Regions from separate parts of the Sus scrofa genome. Here region 2 is linked to region 1. A link is a contact called in public Hi-C data. All regions are on one chromosome and are shown on one strand. The core of a region is the stretch at or near the end of the contact, and the rest is flanking DNA. Distances in the headings are between cores, read along the strand shown.

Region 1 (5,633 bases), core at 2,244-4,743:
CCACAACCTCACAGTTCCTAGTTGGATTCGTTAACCACTGAGCCACGACAGGAACTCCCGCAAAGTACTTTTATGTCACTTAGCTTATTTAAGCCCTACAACAGGGTCAGAGAGGCCCAGAGAGCTTATGGGAGCAGCCAAGTGAGAGAAACAACTAACATAGGAGGAAAATTCCACTTTTTAATCATATGAATGCATGACATGGGTACATTTATTAAAGTAGTCAGCCTCGGAGTTCCCGTCGTGGTGCAGTGGTTAACGAATCCGACGAGGAACCATGAGGTTGCGGGTTCGATCCCTGGCCTTGCTCACTGGGTTAAGGATCCAGCGTGGCCGTGAGCTGTGGTGTAGGTCGCAGACACAGCTTGGATCTGGCGTTGCTGTGGCTCTGGCATAGGCCAGCAGCAAGAGCTCCGATTAGACCTCTAGCCTGGGAACCTCCATATGCCACGGGAGAGGCCCTAGAAAAGACAAAAAAATACAAAAATAATAAAGTAGTTGGTCTTTACTAAGTAGGTTTCAGCCAGTATCCAGAATAGAGGAAAACACTCTCACCTGCTCCCCCTACCAGTTTCTCGAGCACCAGAGGCCATGTTGTAAACGTTGGTAGAAGATCAGGATAAGACCACAAGGTGTACACTGTCCAAAAAGAGAACCAGAAAACATTTACGGCCAAAAAGTCAATCCTGGGACCTGGCAAAGCCAAACAATATGGTGACTTCTTGAGAAGTGACCATTTTTACTGGTAGGAAGACACATGAAGTGAGCTACAGCTTTAAGAGTTTGTTTAACTGCCAGAGTTGGATATTTGTGAGTAAAGCTACAACTAGTATTAAGTTGACTTCTGCTTCTGCCTGTCTAATATCCCTTTCCCCTTCTCTGGGAACCAGTGCCCCTTTGCCTGTGGGAAGCACATTCCATATAGTTTGCATGGGGCTGACTCCCTTCTCAAAGAGGTTGCAGTCTTGAAGAAGGTAGAGACTTAAGAAACTGGATGTCACTTGAGACTTGGAGGCACCTATGGTTCCATCTAGATTACAGCAGCAGAAAATGGCCATGGCGAATAAAAGTGGGGAAAGAGATCCAATGAGGATTCCATTTACGACCTCAGCAGCAAATAAACCAAGAACAGGGCGCCAGCCTGTACGAAATTTTGAAACTTTCCCATGTTTATTATTTTTATTCCCTCTGTTTCCATAGTGATTAGTAATAAAAACCCTTAGATTGGAGTTCCCGTCTTGGCGCAGCAGAAACGAATCCAACTAGGAACTATGAGGTTGTGGGTTCGATCCCTGGCCTCCCTCAGTGAGTTAAGGATCCGGTGTTGCTGTGAGGTGTGGTGTAGGTGCAGATGCGGCTCAGATCTGGCATTGCTGTGGCTCTGGTGTAGGCTATGAGTTATAGCTTCCATTAGACCCCTAGCCTGGGAACCTCCATATACCGTGGGTGCGGCCCTAAAAAGCAAAAAAAAAAAAAAAAAAGAAAAGAAAAAGAAAGAAAAGAAAACCCTTAGATCAAAAAGGACTTGTCTTTGAACAGCAGCAAAGTGGGTGGGGGTAGGGATGGGCTGGTGGAGGAGACTGTACTGCACTGCAGCAGCCAAGCTGGAAGAAAGAAAAGCCCCAAATGACAAGGCAGGTGTCAGCAGCCACGGAAAAGGAAAAAGACTCTCTAAGATCTGTGACAAAGAAGAAAGAAAAGAATCCTGGGAGACAGGCAGAGCCTAAGAAAGAATCCCTGGGAGATATCTGAACCAACATCTCACTGAGACAGCTGGGTATGGAGTTTAATTAATCCAGCTTCTTTTCTATGACAGTATCTCTTCAGTATCTTAAGAATATTCCACTGGTGACAGTTTTAAGAAATATTTTCTACATGCCCTAAAAGTCCACCCTTTTCAAGATCTCTGCTCCATCCCTATTTAACTCACTAGAGACCAGTGTTTCTTCATCTCAGAATTTCCCTTGGCAATCACTTTCTTTCTGTGTTAGCTGCTTTTTCCCTCCCTTCTGTAGCAATTTCCAGTCTTGAGAATAAATTCTAGGTACACTAAGTCCAAAAAGATTCTTGGGGATGATACTGGGAGATTTTGCACTTATTTAAGGAAGACAGGTTAATGGAAGAAACAAAGAGAAACAGATATCAGGCAAGGACCACAGTAATGGCCATCTCCATCCTATTGCCATACCTGTTGGATATAGGTTTTTCTCCAGTTCAAATAGGATGGGGTTACCACCACTCACGTACACAGTCACTGCGTCCCCTCTGTGAGCATACAACCTCACAATGTTGAGCTCTTCCTTTCCAGGTATTAACTCAGAGACCTGATCCGTTCCAAGAGTGGGGAAAACAGCTGTCACATCTGCACGAAGCTTTCTCCTGCAGAAAGCACACGTACCTGGTATGAATGCTGCCTGGATGGATTTTAATAAATCTTGAGGACTCAGACCCACGGGGGCCAAGGAAAAGACTGGTTTACAATGCCCTATTCTAACACATCTTACTCTCTTTCTCATCCAGTGTCTCATCTGTTTTCATATGTTCATGGGGCACATCTTTCCATTTTGTAATGAAAGAAGAAGGAAAAAAACAAAAACAAAAACCTGAAACGGGGAGCAACCCAAGTTAAGTCTGCCACTGAAAACTCAACCCTGCCTTCCTGACTCCATGCATTGCATAGCTCTGAGACCCACTCATATGTGGTGGGCAAATCTGTCAGTTCAGCATTAAACAGCTATACTAGGGCACCAAAATGACAATTATAGAACACTGGTTCCAAAATCCCCAAGGTGATATCTGCATTTGCAACACTGAACAGATACAGTTGTTACCACATGTGCCTTATCCTTTCTTACTTCACCCTTCATCTTCTGCCAAAGGGAATCACTAGCCACTTCTCATATACTTACAGTTCTCTGTGCTCCACCTAATCTCTCCTAAGGGAACCTAAGCTCTTGAGAGGGCAGGGACTCCTATATGTCTTCATTTTTGCATCCTCCACACCTTAAACAGACTGCAGTGAATACGTGCTGATTGGATTACGTTTTATTTTAAACCCACTAGAATATCCAAGAGACAGCCTGGGAAATAAATCAGGCCTCCTCTCCATCTTCACCTTCAAAATGTGTCTAACTCACCCTTGCCCCCTGCAGGCCCTTCTCAGGCCGATCCCTCAGTCCCCACCCCAGGTCGGCTGATTGAGCCCGGAAAGGGCTGTGAGCCAGCCGGGCTTGAGAGATGTCTGGGTGCCCTAATGGGCAGAGCAGGCCCCTCTTTCCCTCACCTGTCCGACCCCTTGATGGCCGTGTTGGACTTGACCCGAAAGGCCTTGGCAAACATGTCTGCTGGAGTGGGCTGGGGAAGAGAAGGAGACCACAGAAGCTAGGGACTGTCAGGAAAGAGAGAGCACAGCGGCTTCCCGACGCGCAGTCCTGGGGGTAGCCATGCTGGGGCCCGGCTGTGAAAAAGGCCCGGCTGGAAACCGAGGCCGCGCAGCTTCGCGGCCGCCCCTAGTGGCAATGCCCGGAATTGAAGCCCGGAGGGCGGGGCCGCAGAAGGCGGGGCGGACTCCCGCGCTGAGAGGGAAGCACCACCCTCGCCGCCTCGCCGGTGGGGCCGGGCTCTGCGCCTGCGCGAGCGCTTCTTGCTGGCGGGTAGGTGAGGACATTCGGTGCCCACGCGGTGCTGTTGGTTTCCACTTGGTCAGCGTTACGGAGTGTTGAGTAGGAGCTCTGTTAGCTCCCATTCCATTCAGGTTAGTTCATTTCCACAAAATTAATTGAACTCTTGTGTTTTATTAGACTTGCAATCCTCCTGAATGCTTTTCTTAAGGACTCTTGTTTATCAAGATCTTTACATTTAATTGCCCACTAAGGGCCTCAGCTAGGATTCTCTCCAAGATTTTCTCCTCCTGTTCTTTAATTTACTTGGAGTGATAATGACAATAACGGGGAATCCACTCTAGTTCCAGGTACTATACAGATAATCTTCAAATGTGTTATTTAAAATATTTTTTGACTGGCAGCGAATGGAAGTCTCTTGGCCAGAGATTGAATCTGAGCCCCAGCTGCTGCAATGCAGGATCCTTTAACCCACGGTGCCAGCCAGGGGGGATCAAAACTGCATCTACACAGGGACCCAAGCTGCTGCATTCTGATCCTTAACCCACTGTGCCACAACAGAAACTCCTGGACCCTTTAATGAATGTTTTGTGTTCAGACATTATTTGGGAGGTTTTTTCTCCAAATTAATTAAAGAAATTCACAGTGCTTATAAAAAAAATTCGTGATACATCGCAAGATCAAATTATGGTTTGACTTCTCTCTAGCAGTGTGATCTTGGGCCAATGGCTCATCCTTTCTGAAACCCTAATTTTGAACAGATAAAGGAATGAAATGTGAGGGGACTTGGGGAAGGATTCATATGTTCTGCATGCAAGAGGCACATGCAAGACGGTAGATCATGGCAGGCAGACTCCGAGAGGGTTCTCCATGGTCGTCATGTCTTTATGTGGTCCCCTCCCACATAAGACCAGGGCTGGCTCCTGTAACCATTAGTATATGGTCAAAATGACAGTGTGTGACTTGACTCATGAGGCTGTCATAAAAGACCCTGTCACTTCTACCTTGGTCTCCCAGATTTCTTGCTCTGGGGGAACCACTCATCCATCACCTTGAAAGGACACTCAGGAAGCCTGTAAAAAAGTCCATGTGGAAAGGAACCCACCTCCTGGCATCACCTCCCCAGCCATGAGATTGAGCCACCTTGGAAACACAGCCGCCTGCCCTGGGCAAGTCATCCCACCCCACATATTTTCAAGTCTTCCAACTGAGGCCTCAGCCATCAAGGAGCAGAGACTAGTCATTCCACTATGCCCCATCTCAGTTCCTAAGCCACAGAAATCATGAGATGGTAAATAATTATTGTTTTAAGCTATTAAGCCTGGGGATGGTTTGTTATGTGGCCCTGGATAGCTAATACAGGAACACAAGCATTTCTTACCCCCGGTGCCTCCTCAGATAGCCCATGGGTCCATGTCACTGTGACGGAAGCAGTCCAGCTGCTCTCCCAGGAAATCATCCTCCACTGGCTCTTTTGCTTACAGTATAAACATTGAAAGCTTAAAAGCCTAAGCCATTGAACTCACAATATTAAAGGGGGACACAGGAAGCAAAGATACACACATCAGGCGCTTGCACTTGCAAAATAAAACCACAGGCAGAGCTGAAGAAGGCAGAGCTCTACCATGCCCAGCTCAGCTCTGCTGTGTAGGCAGGTCTTCTGCACTAGGTGGGTGCCAGCCAAGACCAAGGCACCCAGTCCGAGAAGAGCCACAACCACTTCCCAGCTAGCCTGCCCCACGTGCCTTTGGGAGCCCCCAGCTGCCCCCTACTTCAGCAAGGTGAAATCTTTCTTTGTGAATATGATGCCCATCTGTCCTTTCCCTTTTCTTGGGGCCGCTCAGACTAGGTATTCAGCTGGGTTTTTAAAACTCTCCTCTTCATTGCCTCCCTCAAACTCATATCCCCAAGCTAATAGGGTTATGAGTTTGAGGATCCCAGGTGAGTCGGTAGGAACCCTCAGACACTGGTGATTGGGCAAAACAAGATTTGTATAGCTGGGAGTTCCCGTTG
Region 2 (5,633 bases), core at 2,110-4,609, 420 kb after region 1:
CCTCACTATAGAAGTCTGGATCACTTGCTACGATTTGTGCTATGAGGCGTCTCATCTCCGGGGCACAAGCTGGATTCAAGACTCCTCCTTCAACAACATAGTACACACTGGTAAAGAGGCAAGAGTTGTCTGCTGGGACCGTTGTTCTGGTAAGCACAGGCAAAGGTTCCCTGACGTAACTAGGAGCACCATGTTTTGTAAATGCAGGTGATGTTTTGGGTCTGGTTTGGTCTTCTTCAACGATCAGCATGTCGCCTGTCAAAAATAAAACAAATCCAGAACTGCAGAGACATCATAGATGAAATGGGTATTCTCTAACCAAGTCTGTAAACTACAAACACGAGTTAAAAAGTGTAAGTTGGGGTTAGCAGGGAGAATACAGTTTTGCAAACATGTTTCGTCTTGTTTACTGAAATCTCCATAAAGATGAAAACAGAACAAAGAGAAAAACGTTTTAGGTTGCACTTAATTTAGTAAAGGGGCCTGAGGTATCCACCTTTATAATTTACTTGAAAAGACCCATTTCAAGAACAAAATTTTCTTAAGCTTGCTCCCTGCAGTTTACAAGCATAGATCGTCAAAAGATTTTTATTACAGAATAGGCCACTAGGGGGTTCTCTCCTTCTGAAACTTAATTATCTACTCTAGTGTTTACAGGGAGGGATCCTTGATATAACAGGGGAAAGGCTTTTAATTATCAATATTGCTGTTCAAGCTTTCATATTGGATAGAAATAACTTCTGTTGTCTAGAACTTAAAAAGGACTTTAGTAGATGTGTCAAAGCAAACTCTAAAATGAGTACACCTATCAAAGGAAGTATATATGAAGGTGACTGCAAAAATGAACCAGGAAAGCAAAAAAGTATCCTACATCCTTCAGACCTGCTGACACCTTTCAGTGATCTAAACGAAAACAGCCATCAGGACAGAAAATTTAAGTTCCACCTTTAAAAATACTTTTGTGGACGCAGAGGTTAAACAAAATGAATGAGATCTTTTCCAGACATACTAGAAAGCAGTGGGAAGGGGACTCCAAGCTTTGGGCTTGTCAGAGATCGGGCCCTCCCTGTCTCTTTCAACTGTACCTAACGTCAAGGAATTGCTAGACACTTGTCCCGACCTCCGTCAGAGTTCTGTTTTTTAACCTGTCCTCGTCCTCAAAGCCCCCAGCTGACCCATAGCCACCTCAACTGTTTCCACATGCCCTCTTGGTCTTCCCAGGACTCTGCCCGGTCCCAGCCTCGATCCCCCTTACCTGACTGGATGGGCAAGTCCCCCAGAATGGTATCCCCTTCGCTGAGATCCAGGCACTCGGGTGGGTATCCGACAAGGATGCGCTGACAATCGGGGGCAATCCCGGTGATGGCGGCAATTTGGCCCTGGAGTTCCCGCACCCGGGTACGGCTGGACAATCCCTGCAAAACATGTGTGCCATCCTTGGCCTTGCAGCGGAGCCGCCACATCGTGTCGCTCTGGCCGCCCATAGGCCAGACACCCGTGGACCCAGCTTTGGTCCCCGCAGCACGTTGGGAGACGCCGCCGGGGAAACCAGCCTCCCGCGGGACTCCAAAATGGCCACCCTTTGCCGGACCAAACATCGCGAGAAGTCGCTGGCTATAGTTCTCGCGACACTCCGCAGCTTCAGTCTTAGCCTATTCTTAAAGTGACAACTAGTTCCCACCCACCCCTACTTTAGGTGGCAAAGGGTGATGATTTAGCCGTATTCCTAAAGTGCGGCTAGTCTTGCTGCCTGTAGAACGAGTGAGGCACCTTCTGCGTTGGCAGAATATATGCTCAAGGGAAGAGGGCGGAGAACGGAGTTCCTGAATCTAATACATTGGAATGTAACCTTGCACTTAGGTCGGAAATTATTAAATTGGGGCTTCCAAACCACGCCGGATCATAGTTCGGAAGGCAAACGAATGCCAAGAATGGTCAGTGAGTCAAAAAGACCTGTCAAAGACAAACATATACTCGTGATTAGACGCATGGCTGCAGCAAACACTGACTCATTGAGGTTAAGGGACCCGGGGGACTGGCCTTTCCACCTTCATGAGCCTGCAACTTAAAAACGTCCATTTGCCACATCAGAAAGCGCAGTATGAGGTCAGCATCTGGGCCGAGGGCTATTCGGGAGGTGCTGGCAGTGTAAGAAGGAGGAATGAAGAGGGCTACCGTGTGTCATCCAGATTCCAGTTCGCCCTAGTTATACAAATACCAAGACGACTCCATTCCTGACTTCATTATGGCGAAGTACTCACGTAATCAGGAGAGCCGGTGAGGTGTAAAGGACACGCAACCCCTGTATTTCACAGCAACGTGATAATGCTAGGTTGTGTGACTTTTTCCAACCCCGTATCCCTAAACACAGGACTGTGCCTTCCAAGTAAGTGCTCTGTAAACACTTGCTGAATAGTTAGAACCAAGTTGTATAAGCACAGAGAAGGCAACTGTAACATACTGGGAGTTGTAAAAAGTTTCAACGAGTAGGTAATGATTTGAGCTGTTCAGAAGGATGAATTTAACCCCCAGGTGACAGAGGAATAAAAATACCTCTGAATTTCTCTCTCTTCCAAGAAATCCATACTCATTGTTCTTTTTCCATCCTGAATCCGAAGCAGCAAGGCCTACCCCGCGTAGAGACAGTTTATCAACAGAATCAAGCATCAAGGGGGCCTGGGGGCAACTGTGAAAAGTTCACTCGGAATGTGCAAACTCACCTCCACTGTAAAAGCCTCTAGATCTGAATAAGTTATATGGAGACTTTGCATCTTTTCAGATCTTTCATGACCCAATTTTCTCCTTGAGCAGTTTTTCTCTTTGGTTCTTCAAGATGACCATAACAGATGGTACAGTGTGAGTGGTAAGAGGGAGAATAAATAAGATGGTAAATCCACTGAAGTATGTGCATGGATCCAGGGAAGCTCCTGGTTCAGCGGTGAGAGTTGTTGATTTCCTTAGTTTACAGTGTCCGCGACCTGAGGCAAGAATATGCAAACACCTTAAGATGTATTGTGGTAGTTTACTCTAGCAAACACCTTCCAAGCTTACGTCCCAATTTACAGATCTAACAGATCCCGCTGGGATTCAGGAAAAAGCGTTAATCTCCGCAATGATTTTTCCGGTCACCCTCTCAAGACTTCTACTAGTTCATTCTCGCGAGAGGACGAAAAAACCCACAAAACTTACTTTTTATTAATCCCGCCCCCAGCCCTGTTAGTTGCCAAGCAACGATGCAACCAACCTCCACGGTGCTGGGAAACTTGCGAGCTTGTGATTTTTCCCCTTCACAGTTCTATCCTCCTTCTGGAGCTAGCGTCAGTGATTCTAATTTGAGCCCCGCCCCCTGAAGCCTGCTTGCTCTCTATTGGTGGACGATTCTCTCCAGGTGAGGACCAACGCGGGAGTGGGCGGAGCCAGGCGGGGGCACGTGATTTGCCGGCGACTGGTGTGCCGGACACCGGCCACAGTCTGTGGGTTCCCGTCTGCCGCGTTACCCGGTAGGTGCTGGGGCCACAGACGGGAGGAGTCTTAGGAGGGATCTTGGGGTGGCCGACAGCTGTACAGCGTCTTGAAGGGTCTAGGCGGACGAGAGGAGGGAGGGGCCGCATGCACCCTGAGATGTGGGAAGATGAAGCCTCGTCGTTTCGGGGAAGTACGGGCCCCCGGGCGTCGCCTGGAGTGCGGATGTTTAGGAACTCAAAGCTGCAGTTTATGTGAGTTACAGGATTTGTGTGGTTAGTGGAAGTACAGTGCAAGGTCCCTGAAGCAGTAGGACCTTCCTTCCTCACGAGTCCTTGTCCGGGTTTGTAGGGAGAACGCGTGGGGCTCTCCCACACTAGTTCGAATCAGGACTTACCCGTTATTCTGTAGGCGACCTTGGGGAAGTTATTTACCACCTCTTTGCTCCCCAGTGTTTCTTCCATGGACTGTTTCCCAGGGGATCGTTGGGGAGAGGGTGTGGACAAGGGCTTGAGAGTAGGAACACCAGAGGAGAAATGGTGACGGGTGAGGGCTGTCTCTGGGTCCAGTTACAGTTTTTCCTTCAGGGGATATGTTTGAGATTTTTCCCACTTCTCATTTTTTTCAGGACTGAATCCTCCCATTGGACTGCAGTTACTTTATGATAATGGACTTGATCTATTTGCAACTCACCCCACCCCCAACTGCTGCCACTACTCTCCCCAGATTCTTAAACTGGAATCTGAAGTCAGGAAGGAACTTGGATGAACCACTTAGTTTGATTAATCTCAGTTTTTCAATCTGTAAAATGAGGAGAAGTAATAATGGTAGCAAAATCTGTTTCATTACAGGATTGTTGGGAGGATTGAAGGAGATAATTTATTTGAGTGTAAACTCCAAAGTCAGCAATATAAATGCAAGCTTCTGCTGCACCTCTTCAGAGATGAGGAAACACAGGGCTAGGGGCATTCATGACTTATTAGGGCGTATAGCTCTTAACTGGGAAAAAGGCTGGACTTGACTCTTGGGCCAGGGTTCTTGCACTTATACCTCTCTGATCCTCTTCACTGAGTGTTTGGAAGGTTGTCTCCTTCCTTCTCTTCCTTATATCCCTTTTATCCCTTCCAGGGGTCCCCTGAAGAGCTGCCATGTCTGGGAATCCTGCATCTTCCTCAGAACAGAACAACAACAGCTATGAAACCAAAACAAATCTCCGAATGTCAGAGAAGAAATGCTGTGAGTGGTGGGAAAGAGGAAGGGCTGCCTTGTCCCAGGTTTTTGTCTTGGGAATATAGTTGTAATCCTAGACTTTGCTGCTCAATGGGAGTAAGAAATAAGTCTTTGACACGGGAATTTAAAACAAAGGCCATCAGGGGAATTTCCTGTCTGAAACAAGTAGACTCCGTGAAATGTCTGTCTTTGGTGCTAGGCTGCCCATGTGGCCGAGCATTTTCTTCCTGCTTTTGTTAACTGAATCTCTGTCTTCTGGGGGTATCTGTACACTCCACTGATGTTGAAAGAGCAAGCACTGTTGTATATGCAGTGAGTAAGACAGAGAGGCACCGGTACAGGGATTACTTGGGGCTGGTCCCGCTAACGGTTTCCCTTTATCGCTTAGGCTAAGTTTTGTGAGAGTGCTGCTCACTGCAGAAATTGCAGGTAGGAACCAGTCACTCATTTCTACAGACCTAAGGGGAATCAGCCTTGACATTTCACTTCTCGCCGTGTCTTGGGCACCTTACTTTCTCACAGGTTAACCTTTATACTTTGCAAACTATTTTCCCTGCAGGTTCATTCCTCTGGGGATGGGTTTCACAGGAGCATCTCCATGCCCATTTTTTTTAGACAGAGACAGCAGGTGGGTTTGCAGAGAGGTGAAGTGTCATTTCTTTTTTTCTTTTTTCTTTTTTTTTTCTTTTTGTCTTTTTGCTATTTCTTTGGGCCGCTTCCACGGCATATGGAGATTCCCAGGCTAGGGGTCTAATCCGAGCCGTAGCCACCAGCCTACACCAGAGCCACAGCAACTCGGGATCCGAGCCGCATCTGCAACCTACACCGCAGCTCACGGCAACACCAGATCGTTAACCCACTGAGCAAGGGCAGGGACCGAACCCGCAACCTCATGGTTTCGTTAACCACTGCGCCACGATGGGAACTCCTGAGGTGTCATT

Evidence for each region. Hi-C and Micro-C count contacts between places; a contact is called where the count stands out from the background.
Region 2: a contact with region 1 is called in a Hi-C map of skeletal muscle, with 3 times the contacts expected there. The contact joins the promoter of YOD1 here to the promoter of EIF2D in region 1. A contact is called at or near these places in 1 of 5 promoter capture datasets (fetal liver) and 1 of 47 Hi-C or Micro-C datasets (skeletal muscle).

What each region holds. Positions count from the first base shown.
Region 1 is chr9:67,257,757-67,263,389 of Sscrofa11.1, forward strand. EIF2D (eukaryotic translation initiation factor 2D) reads right to left here and starts at 3,494. Exons shown (of 16, transcript XM_003482660.4): 1 at 3,284-3,494; 2 at 2,189-2,379; 3 at 556-639. The coding sequence starts at 3,339.
Region 2 is chr9:67,678,530-67,684,162 of Sscrofa11.1, forward strand. It overlaps YOD1 (ubiquitin thioesterase OTU1), which reads right to left and starts at 3,360. Exons shown (of 4, transcript XM_005667547.3): 1 at 3,245-3,360; 2 at 2,721-2,978; 3 at 1,256-1,415; 4 at 1-255. The coding sequence starts at 2,771. PFKFB2 (6-phosphofructo-2-kinase/fructose-2,6-bisphosphatase 2) reads left to right here and starts at 3,299. Exons shown (of 16, transcript XR_002335794.1): 1 at 3,299-3,500; 2 at 4,591-4,698.